Linked DNA regions of Hordeum vulgare: region 2 is linked to region 1. Evidence: chromatin contacts called from public Hi-C data. All regions are on one chromosome and are shown on one strand. Each heading gives the region's core, a stretch centred on a gene start, on an enhancer-like site or on the middle of the called end of the contact. The rest is flanking DNA. Distances are from core to core; before and after follow the strand shown.

Region 1 (2,740 bases), core at 166-2,665:
GCAACAAAATCAAATCAATAGTAACTGAAATTGGGAGCAGGGGGACAACTAAACAGGCAATATTTTCAGGTTCAATTTTTGAAACTAGACAATTGTTTCAGAAGCTATAGAGGCTCATTTTGCTCTGTTTTTGAGAGGAACAGGTTCATTGTTCTGTTATTCCAACTAATTTCAGAAACTAGGCAATTGTTTCTGCAACTAAGTTCAGAAACAGGTTCATTCTTTCACTAGTAAAAAAATTCAGGAACAGGTTCAGAAACTAGGCAGGTTCAGGAACAGGTTGAGAAACACACAGGTGTTCATTCTTTCACTTTGGATCAGAGCTACAGTTTCAGAAACAGGAGGTCTCACCGAATTTTGTTGACGGGATCTCCTCGATGTGGGTTCAGGAAACACCACCGAAGGATTTGTGAACCAACTTGAAGATCCAGCTCGCGGCGGAAGCTTCCCGAAGGCGCTTGGAGCTGAGAAAGATGGCCGGGCTCGGTCAGCTAGGTTGGCGTCCGATCTGACCATCTGGCGCGCGATGTGGTGCGCCATGGAGTTCAGGCATGCCGGCGTCGTGAGGTTGCGGGCGGCGTAGGTTTGTCGGGGGCCGCGGTGGTTTGCGGGCAGCGCCGCGGTGGTTGGAGCAGTTGCTACCGGGGCGGCGGCGCGGTGGTTGGAGGCGGTGGCTGCGGGCGGCGCCGCGGTGGGCGCACAGTCTGTCGGAACTGCAACAGCCTATCAGTTTCTGAAACTGATAGCAGCAATTTCAGGTTCTATTTGGTCGGAAGATATCGAACCGGACGGACGACAACGCTTATATCGGACGGCTATACCGGTGGTGGATATTTCTTACATATCCGTCGGTGCAAGCGCAGCGTCTCCCTTAATAAAGCCTAGTTGTTCTGCAAACAAAAAATGACTACAAGAATTTATTGATTTTCAATTTAAGCTGAAGGGACACGATACTAATTCTAGGGTATATGCACAAGACACGCTATGGCATGTTGATCAATCTATATCAGGGCAAAAGATGCCAGATCATGATGCAACAGATATGATAACCCGTATTATTATTTTAAGTTACATTTTTAAAATGGTGTATACTTATTTTTTAAATGCGTGAACATTTTTTAACTGGATATGAACTTTTTTTTAATGCTATCATTTTTTCTATAAAATATTATGTAAAAAAATTACACTGCGTTGAAGAAAATTCAAGTTCACAATTTTCTATTTTTTCTAAAAGTTATTTAAAGTTTTTAGAATATACTAGGTATTTAGAATATTTCTTTCGAAAATATGAACAAGAGAAAAAAAACGAACAAACCTGCTGGGCCGGCCCAATAATAGCGACGGGAGGGCGCCTTGAGGCGAAACCTCAGTTGTCTCGCATCATGGCGATACATAGCCGCTCCCCGCAAATGATAGCGAGTGTCAAGCTCATCTTCCTCGTTCTCCAGAACTCGCTCGTCTTCCTCGTTCCTCTCCTCCGGCCTCCCCGCCTCCTACGTCCCTGATTGGGGGGTTCGATCCGGATTCCACTGCTCTGCTTGGTAAGCGTGCGTGCTCTTAGCTTCGCCTCCCCCGTGAGAAATCGGCCCGTGGTGACCTAAATCGCCGTTGCCCCTTCCGTCTTCCTCGCCTCCGGTACGGGCCCGCCGCCACGCGATCTATCGCTCCGACGAGGCCGGCCTTTTCCATGTGCTTCCTTAGCTTCCTGCGGTGATTCTGAAGCCTCTCCCGTTGCCCACATCGAGCCAATCATCCCCGACCCGCCCTCCCCGCGATTCGACGCCCCGCCCCCCGATTCCGTCGTCGAAGTCGACACCCTCGACCTCCCCTGGCCTCCCAGAGCACCCTATAGTGTTCAGTGTGAGCCGCCGGTTCTTTAGCCTCTCCTCCCGTGCGCTCTCGTGCCCTGTGCCGTCCCCGTGCCTAGCGCACTCGCCGCCGCCGCGGTAGCTCGTCGCTGCCGTCCCTTCTGGCCGCCTCACAGCCACTCGCGGTCTGTGTCGAGCGCCGCGAACCCAGTCTACCTCCACACCCCTCCTAGTTTGCTCCTGCGCCGTCTGAGTGTCTCCCGGCTACGAGGTTAGCACGACAACAAGGGGAGATAGCGAGTCACTAGGCCTTGTTTGGCACAAGTGGTTTTCAAGCCCCCAAGGGGGTGGGGATTTTGGTGGTTCGGAGGGGTTTGTCCATCGCAAACCCTGTGTACCAAATGAACTCATGGAGATTTTTGGGGTTTTCTGTCCCCGCGGGGGTAATCCCCTCTCAACCCCTCCACCCCCCTTGTGCCAAACGAGGCCTGAGGAAGGAGAAGCTAGTCGAAGCGGCACCCTCCACGTCGTGAGGGCATTCAACGAACTCCACGAGTTCGGCTTCACGAAGCTGAGGTTCCGCTGCTTCACCGACTTGCACTGCAGGAGGCCTATGCTTCGCGGAGTTGGCGGAATGTCGAGCCGGAGGAGATCCGAACAGGCCCTTAGTATATGGATATCTTTGTAGCTTTGCTCGGTAGAATGGCTGATGGGAGGCCTTTGTTCTGCCATTTGCTTTGCTTATGTTACATATTCTTTTGGCTGAGCTCGAGGTGATGGTAAAGAAATAGCGAAATAGGTAGATATGTCATCTCTTGTTTGATTTGTAAATGCCAACCCCCTTTTGGCGGTATTTTTCTGTTAGTTTTTGTTCTTTTGATGAAATTTCCATCCAAATAGTATACTTAGAACTAGGATATTATATTGCTGTT
Region 2 (2,740 bases), core at 113-2,612, 160 kb before region 1:
TAATTTACTCAGTTTATCTCTCTTCTTATTTATTAGTTGTCACATCATACTTTTTTGCTTAAGTGGTACTTATGTTATTACCTATGTTATTTTTATTGTGGGTAGTCTAAGATCGAGCGTGTGAGCCCGAACGCCCAGATCAGAGCATCCCCGCCGCGACAGACGACGCGTTTAGCTTTTGTTTTCACCTGGAGCCAGTGGCGGAGCTCCCCGGTGGGCAAGGTATGGCACTTGCCATACCTTGATTTGGAGCAAAAAAAATTAATACTGGTAATGCTAATAACTAATGACTCAATGTCTCAATTAACACAACCAAAAGAGGCGAGCCTGGATACTTGGTGCGTACCTGCCCCGTGCCCACCACATCGCTGGATGACTTAATGACTTGATGGTTTGTTATATTTTCTCTGTCACGGTTCAGAAGACACGGTTAAACTTGCGTGCGTTTTTAAAATAAACAAGGTTTAAGGTGCGAAAGCAATTATTCTTATTAATTAGTACTGGTACTACTCATGCATGTTTCATCCCAATTTGCTGCTCAAGCATTAGTACTAGTATTTTCTCAGTTGATTAGGCGCATTAGCATCTACACCTGCTACATCTCACAACCAATCGGTGACTACCTTGATCCCAGTGATTTTTCAAGCGTGCCCTCTAAACCGTGACAGAGAGAGTATTGAGCGAGAGATCTTCAAAAGTATTGAACTTGATAAAATTAAGTAAGATTTTCAGAATGAGGGTAGGGCATTTATATTACCTGGGTCTTCTAGACGTCATTGAAAGCTTCATTATCGGTATGTTTTAAGTTGTTTTTTATTCAAACATGTTTACATTTTTATTGTATTTGGTTTTTATTTGTAATGTGTATTGACTCTTTCGATTTGCACTAAAAGAATTATTTCCTTAAGACTTCGCCACACCTTAATTTTTTTTCGTCCTCCACCTCTGCCTGGAGCTGTCCAATGCGGTAGACTGGACTCCGAGACCGAGAGCGGGCACGCTCGTCGTAGGTCATACCGCTCTAAGAGCAAGTACAATAGAGCTAAGTCAGCTGGCTATAAGGAATAAACTAATATATTTTTGTTTAGTTAGAGAAAAGAGAAGAGGAGAGGGAAGGTAAACGCTGTAGCACGTGCTCCTAGGCATTTTGTAAGTATGAAAGATGGACCATATAATAAAGAAGTAGTACATTTTTGCAATGAACTATTGTATATATTGACTATAAATAGATTGTAAATGACATGACAATGGCTTATAGCCACTAGCTGGCTATACTGTTGCACTTGCTCTAATCCATCCGAAGAGGGCCAAGCAAGCAGGATTATATCGGGGCGCGCCGTGGGCGGCGTGGCATTCCGTGGTCACGCCTCCAACAAAACAACAAAGCCATCAACGCGACCCCCTCCCTCCTCTCCTTCCAGGTGGCCACCCATTAATCCTCCTGCTCCTTGCTCGGTTATCTGCCTCTTGACCCCGACCCTTCGCCCTCTCCTCCCTCCCTCGCGCCATCGCTCCACTATATTGTTGTGCACGCACGCTTAACCAGCCCAGGCCTCTCTCCCCGTTCCGTTACTCCGTCCGTGCCCGTCCATGGGGAGACTGTGCTGCCCGACGGCTGCGCTTCTGCTGCTGCTGCTCGTCTCCTTCGGTTTCAGCCTTGGCTCCTGCAGCTCCGACGCTCAGCAAGGTATGTCACTGTACCTCTGCTGCTGCCGCTGAATAACCGTTGCTGATATTTGATTCCTGTGTGTGTTCATGTCATAAGAGCAAGCTCCTTCCTTTCTTTCAGTTGAATTTTGCCACTTGCTTGTTTTCGTTTCTTTCAAGTTGAGATGTATAGTGATGACAAGTACGAACTCTCTCACTGTAGGAAGGGCGAACCACCGGGAGGAAGATGCACGGCCCGCAGATCGGTAAGATCTCTCTCACCATACTTTTCATGTTCAGTTTCAGGAATGCTCTGAATTTCAGTGTCACTATGAGAGAATAGGGTGTAACCTTTCTTCGATTAGGTGGAGTAGCTTGGAAACTTCTTCGTCTGCATGTTTCGTCATCGTGACATTCCACTCTTCATTTTTAAATTTGCAAGGAAACCGATAAAAAAAGCACATAAAATACTGCAAAAACATTCTTCGCGGCCATCTTCTTAGATTGCGTTGCATAGAGAGGTGGGAATGGGGTGTCGGCTGTCAGAGATGGACAGCTGAACCACCGAGCAACCCCGGTTGGTGCATGTCCCTTGTCCAATTGTTCCTCGCCTCTTGTGCTCACTCTCATCTGCCGACTCCAATCATTGTCAGGCGGGTAAACCAAGCGGTACACATCCGAGAAGCTCTACCACGACCGAACAGGTACAGGTCCAAGCAGTCGACGGCGTTCCCGCAGTGGCCACCCTGGCCATGGGCACCGATAACGACGCCGACAACAAGTTCACCGCCGTTGCAGGGTGCTGTCTCCCCGTCAAGCGCTCCCGCGCCGGCGCCGGCTGTCGCCAAGCCTCTGGCGGTGCCGCCTCGGCACGCCGACGAGCCCGCGCACAGCATCACGGTGCCACCGGCGCCAGCGACAGTGGTGACCCACGGCGCTGCGGCGGTCGGAGAAGCGTCGAGCGAGGCGGCGGGCCATGATCCTGCAAGGCGGCGTATGTATGTCATCGCCGGAGCAGGAGCTTCCCTCCTTGTGGCAATGTCGGCGGCACTGTTGGTCCTGTGCTACCGGTCCAGCAAGGTGGTCACCGTCA

What was found. Hi-C and Micro-C count contacts between places; a contact is called where the count stands out from the background.
Region 2: a contact with region 1 is called in a Hi-C map of leaf, with 3 times the contacts expected there. The contact joins the promoter of LOC123441212 here to the promoter of LOC123441170 in region 1. A contact is called at or near these places in 2 of 6 Hi-C or Micro-C datasets (leaf and seedling).

The regions. Positions count from the first base shown.
Region 1 is chr1H:411,243,585-411,246,324 of MorexV3_pseudomolecules_assembly, reverse strand. LOC123441170 reads left to right here and starts at 1,415. Exons shown (of 4, transcript XM_045117677.1): 1 at 1,415-1,541.
Region 2 is chr1H:411,404,049-411,406,788 of MorexV3_pseudomolecules_assembly, reverse strand. LOC123441212 (probable inactive receptor-like protein kinase At3g56050) reads left to right here and starts at 1,362. Exons shown (of 6, transcript XM_045117708.1): 1 at 1,362-1,687; 2 at 1,871-1,913; 3 at 2,301-2,740. The coding sequence starts at 1,591.